Linked DNA regions of Mus musculus: all the other regions are linked to region 3. Evidence: chromatin contacts called from public HiChIP or PLAC-seq data. All regions are on one chromosome and are shown on one strand. The core of a region is the stretch at or near the end of the contact, and the rest is flanking DNA. Distances in the headings are between cores, read along the strand shown. Region 1 overlaps Cxcr5 (chemokine (C-X-C motif) receptor 5). Region 2 holds the start of Foxr1 (forkhead box R1). Region 3 holds the start of Mcam (melanoma cell adhesion molecule).

What was found. HiChIP or PLAC-seq counts read pairs in DNA pulled down with a chosen protein or histone mark.
Region 1: an H3K4me3 HiChIP or PLAC-seq map of bone marrow-derived macrophages shows a contact between it and region 3, with 3 times the contacts expected there. The contact joins the enhancer-like site here to the promoter of Mcam in region 3. A contact is called at or near these places in 19 of 484 Hi-C or Micro-C datasets (B cells, the Ba/F3 cell line, CD4 T cells and 6 more) and 1 of 115 datasets of contacts at active chromatin or transcription factors (bone marrow-derived macrophages).
Region 2: an H3K4me3 HiChIP or PLAC-seq map of embryonic stem cells shows a contact between it and region 3, with 15 read pairs. The contact joins the promoter of Foxr1 here to the promoter of Mcam in region 3. A contact is called at or near these places in 1 of 39 promoter capture datasets (embryonic stem cells), 1 of 484 Hi-C or Micro-C datasets (the G1E-ER4 cell line), 2 of 115 datasets of contacts at active chromatin or transcription factors (both in embryonic stem cells) and 2 of 9 other capture datasets (adipose tissue and liver).

Annotation. Positions count from the first base shown.
Region 1 is chr9:44,513,659-44,518,076 of GRCm38.p6, reverse strand. It overlaps Cxcr5 (chemokine (C-X-C motif) receptor 5), which reads left to right. Exons shown (of 2, transcript NM_007551.3): 2 at 3,776-4,418. Among named protein-coding and RNA genes, the nearest start is that of Cxcr5, 11 kb to the left of the region's middle. Within about 2 kb of position 2,611, at least 160 of the 459 cell types and tissues checked have an H3K27ac peak or open chromatin away from gene starts, as enhancers often do. A contact at or near this core is called in B cells, the Ba/F3 cell line, LSK cells and 2 more, where this site is marked.
Region 2 is chr9:44,438,209-44,442,556 of GRCm38.p6, reverse strand. It overlaps Foxr1 (forkhead box R1), which reads left to right and starts at 1,689. Exons shown (of 5, transcript NM_001033469.2): 1 at 1,689-1,800. The coding sequence starts at 1,740.
Region 3 is chr9:44,132,226-44,136,936 of GRCm38.p6, reverse strand. It overlaps Mcam (melanoma cell adhesion molecule), which reads right to left and starts at 2,279. Exons shown (of 16, transcript NM_023061.2): 1 at 2,181-2,279; 2 at 289-419; 3 at 1-199. The coding sequence starts at 2,247. Gm10687 (predicted gene 10687) reads left to right here and starts at 2,452. Exons shown (of 2, transcript NR_152189.1): 1 at 2,452-2,576.

The DNA.
Region 1 (4,418 bases), core at 1,362-3,861, 380 kb before region 3:
TGAGGGTTTCTGCTGCCTTTTGTAGCCAAGAATGAGGGAGCCATTCATCCCATCGCTGACAATGCACTCTTCCCAGTGTGTTAGCTAGGCCAGCTCCCTTTGACAGCATCTTTCCACCAGGCCAGAGCCAACCCTACCTAAGGCTTCTCTCTAGGGTTTGATGGAGAGGAGAAGTACCCAAGCTCCTGTGTATGGGGAGTGGCTTTAACACTTGTCGAGCTTCAAAAATGTTTGACACCTTCTGTTGATTTATACCACACTAGCTTCCTCCCATCTTCTCCTCCTCTGAAGACTTTACCAAAACAATACCTGTTGGCATGGAGGAAGAGACAGACCCTCACCCCCTTACCTGTCCCAGTGGGAATATCGCACTGATTGAACTTCAAGTGGAAAGGAAGTTCACTAGCCTAGATAAAAACTTGAGCCGTTATCATGAAAGGCCTTTAGGCCAGACAGGCTGGCTAGACTCACATGCTCCCCTAGATAGGTTCGGCTGTTACCAAGGTGAATCATCACATCTCCACCATCTGCCTGATGCCTGTGCTCACCAGTTCACCCCACAGCTTCCCCCTCCACCTCCTACTGCAGAGTCAGAGTCAAATAGCTCTACTCAGTTCTACTGGAAACAACTCCCTAAAGGGATAGAGAGCCCAAGTTAGACTCCAGAGGCAGAGTTTACAGACAGATGCAAACGTGTAAATCCCTGCTGAGCCCCAGATGGAGTCAACTTGGGGGCCTTGAAGGAAGGCAAGAGTTTAGAGAGGTGGACTTGAAAAAGGAGCGAAGGTGACAGGAAGCTGCCTGGGTTGCTGGGGACAGGTGGCTGTGGCACACATACCTGAGGAATAGCATGTCTGGTGCAGTGAAGTCGTAGGTAAGGTCTAATACATCAAAGGAGTGTACATTTGGGAGAAATTTATTTTTGCAGGGCTGAGGCTCAAACTCTGGGCCCTGTATATGCTAGGCAAGCATCTACCTGCTGAGATGCACTGCCAGGACTACTTTAGATAAAAATGTAAAGGCCTTCTACCTGGGGCATTGAAGCCCTATCTAACAGGTCTATTGTTTTCAAGAGTTGTAGGGCCATTCTCTCTCTCACAGGCTGTTTTTGCACACGCTAGGCAAGGGCTCTACTCCAAAAATGTTTGTTTGTTATAGAGACCCAAGCAATACTTGCCAGCCTGGAACTCATGTAGATGAAACTGTCTTTGAGCCCTTCATCTCCTGGCTCTTCTCTCTAGTGTTAGGATAACAGCCTGAGCCACCATACCTAGCCATATATATAAATGGTTTTACTATTGTATACGATATCAGAAAAACAAGACAAAAGACACCTGTTTCTTACAGGTGATGGGGAGTCATTAAAGGACACTAGATCTATAGGGCCTAGTTAGGTGTGGTTATTTGACCTGTGTAGGTGTAGATTTGGTTTGTTTGTTTTTGAGACATAGTCTGGCTATACCGACAATGGAACTCAAATCGTGGGCTTAAGCCACCCTCCCCCCTCAGCTCCTGAGAAGTGCAGGGCTGGGATGTGAGTACGAGGAAGCTCCCCCTGTCCACTGGGTAGGAAGTGGAAAAGAACAGAAACAGTAGTTAGAAAAGGACCCATAAGGCCGGAGCGAGGCTCCAAGGTCAAGAGCACTTGCTACTCTTGCAGAGGACTGGGGTTCAATTCCTAGCACCCACATAGTGATTTCCACCATCTGTAACCTCAGTTCCAAGGAAACCAGGGCCTTCTTCTGACCTCCATGGGCACTAGGCGGTCACATGCACACATACACACAGGCGCAGGCAAAACTCTCATACACGGAAAATAAAAAGGTTTGAAGTCTAATTTAAAAAAAAAATGAAAGAAAAGTAAGGGGAAAGACCCATAGAGAGACAGGATGGGGGACAGGATAAGGTGACGGCAGAAGAAGGGACACTGGAGAGTGGGTAGATAGTGCTGCCATTGTACCATGTGTCCCCATCCTCTCTGAAAGAGCCACCTGCTCTAGGGACCAAAAGACCAAGATGGGGAATCAGTTTACCCATCAGGGGAAGTGAGTGTGTCACCCACAACAGTGTGCCTGGTGGCAAGAAAGATTTAAGGTAACCATGAACCAACCCCTACTGGCAGGAGCCCCTCACTCTCCTCAAAGGGGGTCAGCACAGAGACGAGATCGCCAGAGCCTAGAGGACAGAACAGCCCACTGTCTCTTACTTCCCTGGGGCCCATCACTTATATCACTGTGTTTTGAACCCATAGTAGTTCGGGTGTAATTGGTTTTGTATTGCCCAGGGAGGAGGTTGACCAGGGCAGGGCAGGGCAGGAAGAACAGAGTAAGGAGCTGAGGAAACGCAGGTGCAGGGCAGCTGTGAGTGAAAGGTATGAAAACAGGCACCCTGTCTTCCTCTGTGGTTAGCAGGCAAACAACCTGAGAGCTGGGGTGATGGAGGGCAGTGGCAGATGGGGAGGAGGACGCGGAGGTAGGGACTTCCGGAGATATAACAGGCACGCCCCCTTCTTTTCCACTCAGAAAACGCTTCCTCCCTACCCTGCGCCTAGTCTCCCTGTGTGTGACTCATATTTGCCTCCGCTGCTGGGTTCCTGTGCCTAGGGAGTTTACTCTCTGCTTGGGAAGTAGCTGGAAACTTAGGCTCCGCCCCTTTCCCAGAAGCCTTTGGAGGGAAGTGTGGGTAGTAGCTCTCATTGTAGCGTTATTGATTGACTAAAGACAGGCAAACGTGCCTTTAAGCAAACCTCCTCTTTGAGCAAGACAGGTCTGTAAAATAAGAGGAAGATTACATACCTCAAGCGTGTGTGGATTAAACCAAATAGGAGGCCATTTCCTCAGTTTCAGCAATAATCAAGACAGGAAGAAGGGGAGAAATTTAGAGGAAGTAAGCCAGCTACATCAGCACTCAACCATTCCCCACCCCCAGTGAGAGCTTAGATTTACTACCCACTGTCCTTACAGAATTGGAATATTGGCTTCTTGTTCCTATCAGGTTCCATTCCCAAATGTCAGTACTGACTGCAATCCCTAAGCCTTCCATCTTTAAGAACACCCTACCACTTTGTGAGTGACTACTGGTCCAGTTTACATACAAACAAACGAACAAAAACGAAAGAAAAGAAGAGAAAAGAAAAGACCTGAAGTTTCAGGCCAGGGATGTGGCTCAGTGGTGGAACAGTTGCTCAGCACTACCAAAAATTAGAATAAAAAATTATATTTAAGAGACAGGGCGGGGCTGGTGAGATGGCTCAGTGGGTAAGAGCACCCGACTGTTCTTCCGAAGGTCCAGAGTTCAAATCCCAGCAACCACATGGTGGCTCACAACCATCTGTAACAAGATCTGACTCCCTCTTCTGGAGTGTCTGAAGACAGCTACAGTGTACTTACATACAATAAATAAATAAATCTTAAAAAAAAAAAAAAAAAAAAAGAGACAGGGCATGGGGGCATGTGCCTTTAATCCCAGAACCCAGCAAGCAGAGACTACCCAAAGCTCAGGTCAACCTGGTCTACATAGTAAATTCCAAGCTAGCCAAGGCTATAGAGGGAGATCCTGTCTAAAATAAATATGCAGAAGGGAGGAAGGAGGGTAAAGATGGCATGCTTAAGGACAGGCCAAGAGGAAACAGAATAGTACAGACAAAAAGCATTAGCCTGGAAGGACAGGAAACCTCACAGGTGGCAGCTTCCTCTCAGAGGAAAAAAGAAGAAGAAGAAGAAGAAGAAGAAGATATGGCTATCGTTTTCATTTCTCTTTCTTTTGGTCCTTACAGTACAAGGAACTGGCCTTCTACAGTAACAGCACGGAGATTCCCCTACAGGACAGTAACTTCTGCTCTACAGTCGAGGGACCCTTACTGACGTCCTTTAAGGCGGTATTCATGCCTGTGGCCTACAGCCTCATCTTCCTCCTGGGTATGATGGGAAACATCCTGGTGCTGGTAATCCTGGAGAGGCACCGGCACACGCGGAGCTCAACCGAGACCTTCCTGTTCCACCTCGCAGTAGCCGACCTTCTCTTAGTCTTCATCCTGCCTTTTGCAGTGGCTGAGGGCTCTGTGGGTTGGGTCCTAGGGACCTTCCTCTGCAAAACTGTGATCGCTCTGCACAAGATCAATTTCTACTGCAGCAGCCTGCTGCTGGCCTGTATAGCTGTAGACCGGTACCTAGCCATCGTCCATGCTGTTCACGCCTACCGCCGCCGTCGACTCCTCTCCATCCACATCACCTGCACGGCCATTTGGCTGGCCGGCTTCCTGTTCGCCTTACCGGAACTCCTCTTTGCCAAGGTTGGCCAACCTCATAACAACGACTCCTTACCACAGTGCACCTTCTCCCAGGAAAACGAAGCGGAAACTAGAGCCTGGTTCACCTCCCGTTTCCTCTACCACATCGGGGGCTTCCTACTACCGATGC
Region 2 (4,348 bases), core at 440-2,939, 310 kb before region 3:
TTCTCTAGCATGTACAAGGCCCACCAATTCCCAGAACTGAGAAAAATAAATGGATAAAAAAAGTTAATATAGGGCTGGTGAGATGGCTCAGTGGGTAAGAGCACCCGACTGCTCTTCTGAAGGTCAGGAGTTCAAATCCCAGCAACCACATGGTGGCTCACAACCATCCGTAACGAGATCTGACTCCCTCTTCTGGAGTGTCTGAAGACAGCTACAGTGTACTTACATATAATAAATAAATAAATCTTAAAAAAAAGTTAATATATATAAAGTTAATAAGGTTGTAAAGAAAATTTTACAGCATATAGAATTTTCTGAAACTTGAAGTTAAAAACAAAATTTTAAATCAATTTGCTATTTAATTTAATCTCTGCTCTACTATCTACTGAGGTTGTAATCTTGGATAAACTGTTTAAAACTTTTATGAAATATAAATTTAATTAAAAATAAGATACAGCCGGGCATGGTGGCGCAAGCCTTTAATCCCAGCACTCGGGAGGCAGAGGCAGGCGGATTTCTGAGTTCGAGGCCAGCTTGGCCTACAGAGTGAGTTCCAGGACAGTCAAGGCTGCTCAAAGAAACCTTATCTCGAAAAACCAAAAAAAAAAAAAAAAAAAAAAGATACAGCTGGCATGGTGGCACACACCTTTAATCTCTGCACACAGGAGGCAGAGACAGTCAGATCTCTGTGAGTTCCAGGACAGCCAGAACTACACAGAGAAACCCTGTCTCAAAAACCGAAATCAGTACATTAAATAAAACATAAAACCTTTGTAAAAACAAAAAAACAAAACTAGATATGCTCTAAAAGCACTCATGAATTCTGGAATATAGATATTAATACAATCATGGAATCACTGTGTCTTTAAGTAAGAGCTTTTCTCAAATGTGATAAAGAATGGTCTGGGATATGTTTCTCCTGTATCTTCATATTCTTTTGTTATGACATTTTATTTATTTATTTATTTATTCAGTTGGAGGAAAGTCACCTGGATGAACCTTGACCCTCCTTTGAGCCATCCCATCTTTCTTTGTTCTCTTCATTCATTTCTTTCTTGCTTTCCTTCTTTTTATTTTATTTTATTTCTGTGTGTAGCCTCCTGAAACTAGCTCTGTAGGCCTTGAACTCAGAGATCTGCCTGCCTCTACCTCCAGAGTGCTGGGATTAAAGAAAGGCCTAAAGTGCGCCGCCACGCCCTTTTTTTTCCTTGCCTTTAAAAACAAAAAAAACTTGCTGGACTAGCAGCCTGCAACACCACGCCCCCGCATTTAAACTCCTCCCTAGCTCACCCACCCAGAGATACACCCCCTCGAGCCAAGGTCTCTGGAATCCCAGATTTGCTTGTGTAGTTTATGGTAACTTTGAATTTGCGCTTCCGCCGAGTGTCTGATTACAGGCGCGTAGCTCAAAATCTGGTTCTAGGAGGTGCGGGCTTCGAACTTGCTAGACAGGCACTCTACCAGCTGAGCTACATCCGCAGGCGCAGGAAAACCTGATGAGCGCGAGCTGGATGAATCCTCAGGCAATCCTGAGTATCTGCAGGGGTGCTGCGCTCTTGACCGCTCCCACCTGCGATTGCCCGCGGTTTGAGGAAGCACCTTCCACGCAGGCGAGTCTCTCCGTCTCTTGCACCCCGCACAACTCGTCTCCTCTAGCCTTAAAAGTGGACCCCAAATTCCAGGACCGGAACTTCTGGGCCAGCCTCCATGGCCAGGTTCCGGGCTTGCTGGATTGGGATATGGGCAACGAGTGCTTCTTGACCTTCACCACGACACACTTGTCCGAGGCCGAGCAGAAACGTGAGTGGGGGCGGGAGAGGGGGGAGGCGCGTGGGTGGCTGCCGCATCGAGTGGGCGGACTGCCTCTGGCTTCCCAGGCTCGCCAGCCTCATTGGGATCAGGAGGGTCTCGAAACCCACGCAGGAGTGGGCGTGGCCCTTACCGCCACTGAGTCTCCAGAGCCCACGTATTGTGGGCTATCACCATTTATCCCGTCATCCCCCCCAGAACATTCCTAGACCTCTTCTGAGCTTTGGCGCTTGGGCATGGGAACTTGGCATGCGATAGGCTTTATTTTTTGGTGTAAGAAAAAAAATCATCGTTCCCTTTGGAGAGGAATCTTGCCTCTTTGGTCGTTGCTGGTTATGATTTTGTTTTGAAGCCCAGGCTTGCCTCAAGACTTTACAGCTGACTGGTGCTCTAGGCATGGGCCACCATCCCTGGCTGCTAGCCCACCTCTCCTTGTTTTATCTGTAGTACAAGATGGAGTTAATATTGTCAAAAGGATGGCAGACCTGTCCTTTTTAAGGTTTTCCTCTTCCGTGGACCGAAAGTTCAGTAGTTTTAGGTGACCACCCTTGCCTTTAAAGTGTTTTTTTTCTTAATCCAGTGCAAAGTCGTTGGGTTAACACTACTTTCCTCCCATTGATAGCCAGAGCCATCATTTCCATGTCCACATATGGAGTAAGTCTTACTCTCCAGAAGCTGAGCCCAGGAGTTCTAGACCAGCCTAAAGGTGGCTTGTGCAAGGCCCTAGTCTTTGTTTCCGGACAGGTTTTGTGTTTTGTTTTGTTTTGAGACAGGTTCCCACACTTGTAGCATTGGGCTGGGTCCAGAACCCTGGATCAGGCTGGAGTCCCTGGCTTGGGACTATTTATCCAAGTAGGAACAGTAAAGTAGGCGGATAGAAGTCGGGGCATGGGATTCTGGGGAAAAGTGTGACTGGCAACACATGTTGAGTGGCTTTGGTCTACAGTTAGAATTTCAGGAGTGAGAACACTTGGACCAAGGCTTGAACCCTGAGGCATTCCCGAATAGAGACTGAGGAAGCATAACCATCCCCAAGAAGACAGCCAGGAGTAAAGACAGTGGTCCAGCCAACAGGAACCCTGCGGATAAGATGTTTCCAGGCCTGAGATTGGGAGATAGGCAGGAGGGTCTGGAGCTCAAGGTTAGCCTTAGCTTCAGCAGGACTCAAGGGCTGCTTGGCTAGAGACTATGCCCTCCCCTTCCCCCAAATGGAGCAATAAAGGGGGTCAACAAAGGGAATTGGGGTGAACCTGATCAAAGACATCATTAGATATGTGTGTGAAAGTGCTGTAACATTTTTATTTGTTGGTTGTGAGACAGGGGCTCACTGTCTGACTGAGGTCTTGCCATATGACATGCATGAAAAGTCAGTACCTCCTATAGGAGTTGGCTCATTCTGTTATGAGGTTAAACTCAAATTGGCAGGCCAGGCAGCAAACTCTGACTCACCGAACCATCTCATAGGCTCTGATATGCTTTTATGTCTTCTAAAGGTGCTGTGTAATTTTTGCATTCCAAACGTAATCCTTCTACCTCAGACTCCCAAATTCTGGGATTATATTACCCTGTACAGCCCCCCTTGGCTTTACAATGTTTTTACATGGGTCAAAGTTGTCATACAGTTTTTGTGCCCCAAATTCACAATCTTCCAATTTAAACTACTGGGATTATAGGCGTATATCCTTAAGGATATGTTTATCAACCAAAGTTTTTGTGCCTTTTTTGGTTTTTGTTTATTTGTTATTCAAGACAGGGTTTCTCAATGTATCCCTGGCAGTCCTGGAACAGACTTGAACTCAGAGAGACCCACCTGCCTCTGCCTCCCAAGTGCTAGGATTAAAGCCCTGCACCACTATACTGGATAAAACAAATTTTTTTTTTCTCGAGACAGGGTTTCTCTGTGTAGCCCTGGCTGTCCTGGAACTCAGTCTGTAGACCAGGCTGGCCTCAAACTCAGAAATCTGCCTGCCTCTGTCTCCCAAGTGCTGGGATTAAAGGCGTGCACCACCATGCCCAGCTTCAACACAGTCTTAAACAATATTTTGTCTTGTTTTGTGGTTGAAGATTGAACCCAAACTTGTGCCTCTCACACGAGGGTTTTGCTGATGAACTATATGTAACCTTAGCCCTGAGGTCTTTTGGTTTTCACAACAAAAACATGGGGGCCTGGGAGGTGGGTCAGTGGTTAAGAGGACTCAACTCTGCAAGTATGTGGGGTTCTGGTTTTAAATCCCCAGCACCTGCCTCAAAAACTAGGCCTGACTGTCTGTGCCTGTACAGTTAGGAATGGAGGGGCACTTCTGGATCAGTGAGAGACCTTCCTGAAAAAACTAGGGCAACTAGATGCTTAGCAGGTAAATGTTCCTGCCACCTGGGTCTCACTCATATAGTGTGCAGAGAGAATCAGCCCCTTCAAATTATCTTATGACCTATACACATGTGCTCCCATACACCAATTAACTGCAATGATAGAGAGAGAGAGAGATATGGAGGAAGATGACCAAGGAAGACATTGGAAGTCCTGGCCTTCACATGCACT
Region 3 (4,711 bases), core at 1,030-3,529:
GAAGCTCAACGTAGTGATCCTGGAGCCGTGGTCGCTTGCTCTTACACAGGAACATTCGCTCATCATGGGGAGTGACGTGACTCAGGGCCAGAGTAGCCACCGAGTCTTGGAGGCTAAGGCGGTGCTCATATTCACCAGGTTCCCGCTGGCCCTTGCCTTGGTGCACACGGAAAATCAGTATCTGCCTCTCCTTGTGAATCTGAGGGAAAGGAGCTGAGAGATGAGCTACCTGCCAGAGAGACAGTTGCTTCCCACACAACTACTGCCCTCCAAAGTCCAGGCGCTCACCAAAAACCAGTCCACTTGGCTGAAGTTGCCTGAGGCCCGTGAGGGGCCACACTTGAGAAGGGCTGTGCTGCCCACTTCTGCCTCCACCAGGTCGGGCGTGGGTACTGGCTGCTTTTCCTCTCCTGGCACACCTGGGGAAAGAGAGGGGCATGCCCAGGCAGCTTTGTCAGCTCCAGGTGTTCTGTCCGGTCCCCTCCCCTCTCCTGGTTCACTGCAGCTGTCCCACTTGAAGGGTCTGGGGAGGGCCTTACCCTCTCCTTACCCTCAACTTCACCAAGCCCACACCCCCAACCTGGGTCAGACCTCTCCCAGTGTAATACGGAGTGAAACACAGACAGAGTGACTGGGTATATCTTAGAAGAAGCTGGTGGAGAGACAGATAAGAGCAACATGGGCTCTGGGCCAAGATGAAGGCCCCTTTGCTCCTGGGCCCCTTCCTAGTCCTGGTGAGCTCAGACTAGGGGAATGTAAGGCATGTGCCAGGCTGGGGCACACAGGCCCCTTTGTGTGCCCCCCCTCCACGAAGACGTCACTATTCTACCCTCTGTCCCCCAAATCCTCTGGAAGACACAGTGAGCCAACTCTAGCCAGAGGCTATGATTTATGTTCCCACAGTAGCATGTCAAGAAACGCTGCAATACAATCTGAAGACCCCATCCAAGTCTAGAGGGGTCAGTCTCCGCCAAGGGTTAGGTCAAAAACCAGAGAGTGGGCAGGAGTGACGTCAGTGGTGCCAGCATGCTGCCAGCTCTTAGAAGAGGTGATGTCACTAAGCACAATCTGCCTGGACCCTGGGATGTCTGGACTGTGTGGCTTCCAGACTGGAGGGAAGGTGGGAATAGCCTTCTACCAACAGCAGGAACTTTGAATCCCTGCTTTCTAAGGGCCAGAAGAGCAGGGCAGAGCGAAACTGAGTTTTCTGTGCTGCGATTGCCTAGCTGGGTTTAGCCCTTTCCCCAGAAATAAGGTCAGTCTGGGAGGCACTAGACTGGAGTACCCCAGGGACGTGGCTGGCACTGGGCAAGAGGCCAGAGAAGTGGGTAATGCCCAGTCCTCCCCTTCCCCAGCCTGACCAGTGGCTGAGACGCGAGAAAGAGCCAAGAATAACACACGACACCGCTGCGTGTGCCCTACAAGGGAAGCCCGGACCCAGGAAAGCATGTCTACTCGATGGCTTAAAGGAAAGCTCCGAGGTGCCAGGCTCTCTCCACCTGACTCTAGTGGACCACAGAAGCTGTTACTGTTGTAGAACTTCTCCATCTGTTGTCTTTCCCCTGTAATCCCGTCAAACCCGGAGGCGCAAGGAGACCCACACCACCCGCTGCCCTTGCCAACGCCCAGCCCCAGCAGGAGCGGCCTCCTCCCTCGCTCACCTCCAAACTGGCGTGAGGCCCAGGCGGAGGGGGAGGGGTCGGCGGCCCCCTCCAGCTAGGGAAACTGCCTTTTCCAGCAACAGGCGGGCGCGGGATGCACGGGTTGGGGATGCGCCCCGGCTGCGCCTCTCTGCCGGGACTCCAGCACCCAGCATCCAGCACCCAGAGCGAACACCTGCGGGAGGCCGGGCCCAGCGTCCTGCAGAAGCTCGGCCCCACCCCTTCCCGCTCGCTGCTGCAGCAACCCGACTAGTCCGTTCCCAGAATACTCTAAAACCTAGGCTGCACACCCGCAAAGAAGTTGCACGCACGCGGGGCGCCTGGAAATCGGGGACTCTGGCAAGAAGGAGCGCCCACTGGGGTGCAGAGCCCCGACTCTACGTTGCTACCAGCTCTGATCTCCGGTACACTCAGGCGGCACAGTCCGGCTCCGTCGAAGACATCCCCAAACTCCCAACGCCTGGGCTCTGAGGGACGCGGGTCGGGCCCCCCACAGCCCCCTCAACATAAAGAACTCACCCGCGGCACGGCGACAGCAGCAGCAGGCAGCGAACAAGAAGACGCACACCAGTTTGGGCAGCCCCATGCTTCCCCGACGGAGGGCGCGAGCCAAGTGAGGAACTCGCCGCTGTCGGGGGCTGACGTCAGGGGGGCGGGGGAGGGGACCCCGGGCGCCGCCCGGCCCCGCCCCGCGTAGCCCCCCGCCCCCTCCCCGCGCCCTAGGGGGCGGGCCCCCGGCGCGCTGGCTGCGAGCTGCTGCTCCCCGATCCAGGCCTAGAGGCTAACTCCCGTTTTCTGGCTTGGAAAGGTTGAAGGAGCAATGACAGGTGTCCTGGGGCTCGAATGACTGGCCGAGGCGGCAGAAGCTGGCCCGGTCGCTGTAGACTCTTGGACGCAGTAGCAGCGCTCGCTCAGGTTTGTCCACTACTAGCGGGGACCCTCTAGCAGAGGAGCAACAGAGAGGTATCCCTGATAGAGGACTCTCAGTCAGGTTCCTCTACCCTGCTGTGGAGGCATGGAGCTGGCCCTGGTCGCCTTCTGGAATGACCGCTTCACTGCGGCGGCTGCCGGCTTGGCACTGTTCCAGAGTCTTCGCTGGCCTGGCAGCCTTGGAGGAAGAACTGTGCCAGGTCCCACAGACCTAGGGGTGCCTGCAAGGGGGCGGGAGAGTTGGAAACGGTGCCTTTTGGGTTATCTTTTCATATTCGAATTCTTGCAAGTCCCTCTTACCCTAGAGAAGGGAGGAAGGGGTCTGAATTCACAAGCCCATGGTCCACGCCCTGACCCAGATAATCCTTTTTGTCTTCTGGTCTCTGTCTCGGTTTCCCTCACCTCAATGAGGAAAAGTTAATACTAACGGATGTGGGAGTCTACAGCCTGTCTCCCAGAAACCTATTACTCTCTCTAATGCTTGAAAGCTGCCTTCCCTACCCACCCCTCAACTCTCTCACGGGGCAACGGCCTCAGGTTACTGAAAGCCTAAGTCTCCCACACAGAAAGGTGCCAGGAGCCCTAGCCTCCATCCTTTCTAATCCCAACTTCTCCCTGGGTCTTCTGGACTCTTAGATTCAAAAAGGCTCTAGCACCAGAGCTTCAGGAAGGGTTTCACCCTTGGCTGGGACTCTCACCAGGGAGGGGTCTGTCACCCCACAGGGAACAAACAGCCTTTCTGCCGCTGCTGGAGAGAGGGAGGAGGGTTGAGGCAGCAAACCCCAGAGATGGCCAGGTGACTTGAGAGGATGCTCTGGGCTGTGTTCTGATGACTCAGATGACTGGCAAATCACATCTACCTCATCACTCAAATCTCATTGACCCTCCTCCCTGGCCATTAGCCTCCAGACAGAGCCATGCCGACTGGCCTCAGGCTTGGGCTCTTGATGGGAGAGAGGAAGAGGGCCCTGCCTCCTCTGCCCTCCAGAGTGAACTGAGGAGCACTGGCCCCTGGCCCCTGGCCCAGAGCAAAATAGGAAGAAAAGCCTGTTCTCTGCAGCGATGGCTAAAGGATGCTGTCTGGCTAGGCAGGGCAAGTGCTGCACCCCCTCCCTGTTTCTTCATTTAACACCATTAACTTATCCTCTTCTCTGGCAGTCTGAAAAGAAAGGCAGCTAACCACCAAGGACAGTCGGTTCTGAATTCTTCCTCTTAGATGGATGCCAGGTGGGGGTTGAAGGAGTCGTTTCTGCAGTGAAAGGGAAATAAGATTACAGCTCAGGGTGACATCCCAGCCTTCCTGGTGCACAGAACCAAAGCAAACAAACAGACTATACTTTTAAGAGGTCTGGCCCCAGCCGGGCAGAGGCAAGCGGATTTCTGAGTTCAAAGCCAGCCTGATCTACAGAGTGAGTTCCAGGACAGCCAGGACTACACAGAAAAACCCTGTCTTAAAAAAACAAACAAACAAAAAAAAAGGTCTGGCCCCTATGGCCACTTTATATAGTAACTTGGGTCCTGAGAGCTTGGTGGCCCAGAGCAAGCTCTTCATCATTTGTTTCTGTCTCGTTTCCTATTAGGGTTTTTGAAGACACCCACTGGTGTCTTACCATTTGAAAAAATGAAGACCACACAGGCAGGCATCCGTTCCCTGAATTCGGCACTAACCTGAGGACTGGAAGTCTACGGTGGCATCTCCCTAAGTTACTGGGATGGTGCTGAGGCCTCTGGCGTTACTGCCCCCCATCCCCATTCTGTGTCAAGTACACAAAACACGTTCTCAGCAGACTTTGCTGACACAAAGGATGTTCCTCTGTCCTGAGCCGAACTTCAGTCTTTCCCATGTTTCTGTGTAAGGAGCTGTTAGCTTACTAGGAAAATCAAAAAGAACACAAACCTGAAAGTAGCACATTTCTGTGCCAGGTAGACAGCGTTGGCTGACTGGTAGATACCTGAGCTACACTCCCAGCTACTCTCAGATGCAGAGCCTGAGTTTAAGAGTGGTTTGGGCAGTGTTGGGAGAACACACAACCCCTTCAGCCCACAAGACGTTTACTTAACATTTATTTTGCCTTACAAGTATCTGCTTTATCTAAAGGAGCCTAATAGGATAATCTTTT